2 separate regions of the Siniperca chuatsi genome follow, and region 2 is linked to region 1. Evidence: chromatin contacts called from public Hi-C data. All regions are on one chromosome and are shown on one strand. The core of a region is the stretch at or near the end of the contact, and the rest is flanking DNA. Distances in the headings are between cores, read along the strand shown. Region 1 overlaps LOC122882501 (a long non-coding RNA gene). Region 2 has its middle 19 kb from the start of LOC122882560.

Evidence for each region. Hi-C and Micro-C count contacts between places; a contact is called where the count stands out from the background.
Region 2: a contact with region 1 is called in a Hi-C map of an unstated tissue, with 4 times the contacts expected there. The contact joins two enhancer-like sites. A contact is called at or near these places in 2 of 3 Hi-C or Micro-C datasets (skeletal muscle and an unstated tissue).

What each region holds. Positions count from the first base shown.
Region 1 is chrLG2:5,693,916-5,697,128 of ASM2008510v1, reverse strand. LOC122882501 (a long non-coding RNA gene) reads right to left here. Exons shown (of 4, transcript XR_006379383.1): 2 at 1,460-1,667. Among protein-coding and RNA genes, the nearest start is that of LOC122882501, 3.3 kb to the right of the region's middle. Within about 2 kb of position 1,323, the one cell type or tissue checked has an H3K27ac peak away from gene starts, as active enhancers do.
Region 2 is chrLG2:5,821,765-5,825,445 of ASM2008510v1, reverse strand. No RefSeq gene overlaps it. Among protein-coding and RNA genes, the nearest start is that of LOC122882560, 19 kb to the left of the region's middle. Within about 2 kb of position 2,160, the one cell type or tissue checked has an H3K27ac peak away from gene starts, as active enhancers do.

The DNA.
Region 1 (3,213 bases), core at 74-2,573:
CCGTATAGGTCGTATGTGCAAGCAGCTTATTAAGACCCATATTTACGTTCATTGTTAGGTGGGGTTCTCTAGTGGCCATGGTAATTTTGATCTAATCCTAACCCCCAAACAAACACAGGACATTCACCCAGGAGCCCGGGGTTCGTGTCCCGCGTGAAACCAAGTACGTGACTTACGTCATGTCCATCACGCCACTTACGTAACGTAACATACTTATTTTAACCCAATCCATGATCTTTTCCTAAACCTAACCAAGTAGTTTTGTTGCCGAAACCTAACCAAACTGTGACCGTTTCATAACGTTAACCACATGTTTAACGTCACGCCTGTTTTGGGGAACAGTCATATGTGTCATTTTGGGAGTTGGCAATCGACCTTTTCTGTTGTTTAGGTATGAGGACTTATTGGATGATTCATCAATCAGTGTCACCGGCTGAGGTGAATCAGGCAGAATGTGACACATTTGTTAGAAGATGGTATAAACACCTTCCTCAATTATTAAATATGTGGTCTTTGCTGTGTGTAGTACCTCTGCTTCTACCCTTAAGGGATAATATATTTGATAAAAATGTAATGATTTCGTCTGAAGTTAACATGAGCAGGCTTGTTCTCTGGGGAGGCATCTCTGCTATAATATGCTGCATGAAACTGAGGTCAGTCTGTTTGAGTTCAGTTTTCAGTGACACCATCATCCAAGTTGTTGAATACAGTATTTACTGCAGGAAACCACAGGGGCTGTAAACTGAAACACTCAGTGGACCAAAGCTGAAGTGACTCTTTGAGCCTGTGAAGAGTTTCACTGCAGCTTTACAGAAATATTAAACTCACAACTGCATCCCTCAAATCCAGAGTCTGACAATGAAATATGGACTCTGACTGCTCCCTGCTGCTGCAGACAGCCTTATACAGAGCTCTTTAAACACACACACACACACACTGTGCAGAGTCAGGCTGACACAGCTGACGTGGCATCCACAAGGCACGTGGAATGATGTGTAGAGAGAAAAAAAACGCTGAGAGCTTTTTGGCTAGAGGGATTTCAAGGGGAGGTCCACCTACACCACAAGCTCTCTCTCTCTCTCTCTCTCTCTCTCTCTCTCTCTCTCTCTTCTCACACACACACACACACACACACACACACACACACACACACACACACACACACACACACACACTACAGTGAACACATAAGCATGGAGACAAGCACATTCACAGGCAAAAATGTACACATACACAAACTAATTCACTTCCTGTTCCTGGTAAAATTATGAAATGAAACTCAGACTGTTGCAGCTGTTGCTCAGCAGGCTGAAGTTTCTCACATACACACAGATGTACGCATTGTCATTAATACATACATACATACTTTTACACATCTACAAGCATCAACACGCAGAGATACAAGTAAAATTCAGGTGAACATACATTTCTAAACACAAGTGGGAAAAAAAGGAAGTACCTCTCCACCTCCGCACACACCTGGGGTTCAGTTCCAGCTAGAGCTACCTCCGGCTTGATTGCGCAAATCAGTGAACACAAATTGGACGTGTTCACGTGTGGGAAGAGATAATGTCCTTGTTGCAGTACGAGTGACTCCTCCTGGTTGGTTGGAACACCTGCACAGCATGAACCTCCAACATGTTATGACCTCCAAGTGAAGCGTGTCACTGGCAAGTGAAAAGAAGCAGCTGGAAAAAAATGTGAGGCAGAGGTAGAACATGTCTGCAGCCTCCACAGGACAACAGGAGAGTCATGCCGGGATCAGACTACATGACATTAGCCTGATAATAAATAGCTTAATTGAATAACAAGTTAAATTTGTGATCCGTAGATTTTGTTTTAATAGATGGACTAGTCATTTCAGCACAATATCCACTGGACTGATCTGAAGAGAGAAACTGTGGTTTATGTCTCCACAGTCAGACAGAAGAGACTGATGCCATGCTTCTTAAATCTTCATTCATGCTTGTCATTATTTTCTCTACCTTTAATTAACCACTGAGATCAGTCAGGGACAATTTCCTATTTACAGTGATGATCTGACCAACACACCCACCCACACACCCACACACAGCTCCCTTGACTTTAATTTCGCTTCTCTGTATTTGTTGGAGAAGCTCATAATAATTAAATCACCATAAAAATGTCCACATCCCAAAACACTGATGGTACAAGCTACCGTGAATGAGTAGGTCAAAGATCAGAGGAGGGAAGAGGAAATATTCATTCATAAATGTAAGACACTAGTCAGGTTTACTCAGTGTTTCACAAGAATAACGCATACTATAGCTGATACTGATAATACTTTTCTCTGGCAGAGTTATGTTGATTTGATCCCAGCTGCGTACGTTTGTAGATAAAAAAAAAACAAGATTATTATCACTTGATTATAAAGTAAATCACAAGCATACTTCTCAACACTGATGTGAGCTTTTCAAATCATTAGGCCGGTTAACCCTTTAACATCCATTCCCCTATTTCGGTAGTGGTCCGCCTACAAATTAAAGCAAATGTTCTGTTCTTGATCATTTAATTGTTGTGGTTTTCAAGAATATTGTTGGACTGCCAGACTGCTTTGAAGGCAGGGACATACCACACAGATTCAGTTGTGTTATTTTTATAATGTGACCAAAATTATCTATCTATTCATGTATTACTTTTTCATATTCATGTGACTTTTCACAGCACTGGCAGTCTGTGAAAGGTCTAGTGTTAGTGTCCTGCGGGCAAAGGGTGGTAGTTAAAGTGGGAGATAAGAGGTTGATCAGTTGCAAGCACTCTGGAAAGTTTAAGGGAGTTTGCCCGCTTACTGTGTTTTTTGGACCTAGAGAAGGCTCATAACGTTGTCCCCCAAAGTGTCTTGTGGCGTGTGCTGTGGAAATACAGGGTGCCAGGACCATTGCTACGAGCCATCCGGTCTTTGGATTATATTTTGTCACCAGTTCTGTTGATTTTGATGGACAGAATCAGGCCCAGAAATGTTTACATTTTTTAAAAAGTCCAGCGGGAGCCATGGGGGTTGTGGAGAGAATGTTTCCCAACTTCCTGCGGTACAGAGTAGTAGCTTCCATCTATTAAATGCATATTTCTGTATCTGTCTGATGACCTCAGTGGTAGCTACAGCGGTAGACAAAATCTCAAGGTGCAGCCAAAGGACGGAGAGTACGTTGGCCTCAGGATTGCATCTTTGCTTTTGGCTGATGATGTAGTTCT
Region 2 (3,681 bases), core at 911-3,410, 130 kb before region 1:
TGAGAAAGGTTCAACTTTATGCAAATGTCCTCTGACGCAATGCGATCGACAACCAGGTGAGAGTCAAACGCACTCGTTATGATGGAAGCACAGAGGAGTGAGGGTCGCTTCCGGCACAGATACAGGACCGCCATGCCGATCAGCCCTGTCCGCTCGGGCATCATCGTTGCATCAAAACAGTTTCATTAACGCATTGAAAATAGAAAGCAAACAGGGATATTCTGTACTCGGGAAACAAAGTGTGCAACAGGAAACGACCAACTGCCTTATGTGTCGTACCGCGGCTACGTCAGAAGACAACTGACCAATTGGAGCAGAGTATGTAAATTATGTGCTCAACCCAACACACACACACCCACAGATTTATGAGAGGCCAGATGTGTTAATGCACTGAGAGTCTTGTTAACAAATGCTTAAAAAATGTACATGTTTTTCCCATGCCGGTAATTTGTTGCCACATATTGACATTGCAAAGTTTACAGGGAACCTATGTAACGTTGACCACAAGTGGTAATTATGAAATGCTAAATGCTAAAACAAAGTGTAACAGTAGCACAAGTAGAGAAGAGTAACACTATAAAAACAGAGACCTGACTCTTAGCTAACATTAGCCACCATTAGCTACTGGTCATACCAGACCAAGTAAGGCTGTAGCTGTGTAGTGTAATGAATTGAACAAAGGTGCGTTTTATTTCTCGTGAATTCAACTTTTTATCTGTAAGAGGAGGAATGTGTTATTTCTGTGTTTAATTGTGATTGTGCAGTACTCTAACTATACAATTATCAAATTATATGTGAACATACATTATCTTAGTGTCAGAATAACACATCTGACACAAGTGTTGTCCCTGACTTTAACATACGTGTTCAAATTGAACATGTTAACCAGGGATATGAGCAGACAGACATGTACATCGGTGGTGAAATGCGCATGTGTGAAATATACAGAGTGCTGTTTTGAGAAGACACCTGTTTTAGAGAAACATTTAGTTTTATCTTTTCAGACTCCTGGTTGTTCTGTTCTGTGGACTCAAACAGAACTCGTCCATCTGTGAAACTGTTTCTGTTGCTCCTGCTGGTTTCAGCCTCTTGGCCTCGAGCCGACGTCCTGTTTACAGAGCAGGTTGTGTTCGCGGATGCATTGTTGGCGCAACCACCCTGCTGAACTTTTGTTCCCATGTGTTGCCTCGCTGACTGCAGCAGCAGTGGCGGTCAGGAAGAGAAGCAAAGCCCGCCAAACTTCAGCAGCCAATCAGGAGCTGAGGAGGGAGGGACAGAGCGAGCAGCAGGGAAATACAGCATCTGGGAGAGAGAGAGTGTCTGGGTGGTCGCACACTGCAAAAAATGACACAGGGCAGGTCATTTTATGTCAGGCTACAACGTTTTTACTTGCTTTTTCTACATAATTCTGCAATATCACAAATGATTGACAATATTTCATGAAGTTTTGATTGCTTATACTGTATTACTGTATGTAGAAATTAGTTTTCTAAATTGCACTATTTATTATAATCTAACTTTTTCCCTCTGTTTAGTTTTTTGAAAAACAAACTCTTAGACAATTTTGTCATGTTTCTTGCTTCAGTAATATCATTAAACATCACAAATAAATTAAATTAAATTCTCTTTGACAGGTCCTAAAGCATGTATAGTACTACTGACATGCCAAATAATGCCATTTATGAGTTGCTTAACTTATTCTGAAAATAACAATGACCTATATGACATGCCTAGTTAAGACTATGACATAAGGATGTAAATAAAAGGAGTGAAATCCAACCAAAAAGAAGTCTAGGCTTTAAAGGACTTAAACCTGTAACCTTTGACCTTGCATGTTGACTTTGTCCATCAACTGAATTCACCTGCTTCTATAAAGGAGTTATTGATTATTTATTTGGTTTGAAGGCCTTTTAAATTGATTGCTATAGTTTAGCTATAATTCAGCTTTGGTTTGAGATTGATTTGTTGAGATCAATTCCAACTACTCCACTTCCATCTGAACTCCAAAAGGGACTTTGTGTTCCCTACGTCTTGAGTGCATGCTGGGAAGGATCGAACCCTGCCACCTGCTGACAAACAAACAAATACACACGCTCACACAAAGACTGTGTGTCCAGGACAAAACTACAGTCCACACTCATCACTTTTCACAGTGTGTGTGTGTGTGTGTGTTTTCCCACCACTGAGAAGTTTCTGGAGTTGTGCCAAAAATACTTTCCACTGAGAGAGAGAGAGGAAGAGAGAGAGAGAGAGAGAGAGAGAGAGAGAGAGAGAGAGAGAGAGAGAGAGAGAGAGAGAGGGAGGAAGGAGACAGAAAGTCTTTCATTCACAAATCTGAACAGGCTCCTAGTACTCACTGGACCTGCCTCTCTGTGTGTGTGCATGTGTGTGTGTGTTCATTTTGCCTTTTTGAAAAAATGCTTATGGAGTTTCGCCCGCAAGTAAAACCGTGAGATGCTTTAGATGTGTGAGAGGTTGTGTGTGTGTGTGTAGATGAGAGTGAAGGCGTGACTGCAGCAGCACATAACAGAAGTTTTATTACAAATACTTCTACACACACACACACACACACACACACACACACACACACACACACACACACACACACACAGTCAGTTCAAGTCAGGATAATGATTAAAAGGACCACTCAGCAGACACACTGAAGTCAGACACACTCCAGTCCAGTCATCACTGCCTAAACAAAACAAATAATGGCTTGAAGAAAAGTGTCCTCTCACAGGCTGCTTCACTGATGGATTTAAAAAGTTGTTAGGAAAAGAAATCCAGATAAAAACATCACCTCGTGTTGATCTTCTGGGTTCATTTATTCATGTGGCTGAAGGTGTTTTGGGGAAATACAGACATTGCTGATTTTTTAAGGACTGAGGATTTTAAAACTTATGTTGCTGTTGAAGTCTTAATTAATGAAGTTAGTGAAGCTGAGGGACACTTACCCCTTCCTCTCACTTGTGGACCCTTTAATACTGTACATGTATATAATCACACCACTATGTCACTGTTGCCTTGTAATTTTGACTTTAATTGCTCATGTGCTAGTTTCTATTTTTATTTCTATTTCTATTCTTATTTTTATACTTCTAATTATTTATTTTTACTTCCTCCTTTATTTATCTCTCACTTATTTCTGTCCTTGTGCTGCTGCAACACCTGAACTTCCCATCTGGAGATCAATAAAGGTTTATCTTATCTTATCTTGTGTTCTCATCAATGAGGGTCTCTGGGGTCTCGAACACCTAGGACCCCCTGACAACATGACAATCACATTTTTGGGAGGCTTCAAAAATTCAGCAAATTATTTTCTATTTCTCTGTGTTGTAAAGTTTATTTTCATGTTGAAATGTTGGAGCAGCACAGAAACAGACAGCTAATGTTGGGGTTGCAGCTGCTGATGTTACAGGTGTCGTCGCTTATAGTTGTGCAAACTGGCTTATTAAGATATTTAAAGGAAAAGTTTGACATTTTGGGAAATACGCTTATCTGCTTTCATGCAGAGAGTTAGATGTCTGTACACTAAGTATGCAGCTTCAGCCAGCAGCCAGCTAAGTTAGCTTAGCATAAAGACTGGAAAGAGGTCGAAACAGCTGGCCTGGCTCTGTCCAACGGGAACAAAATCTGCCAACCAGCATCTCTAAATCTCACTAATTTACATTTGGTATCTTG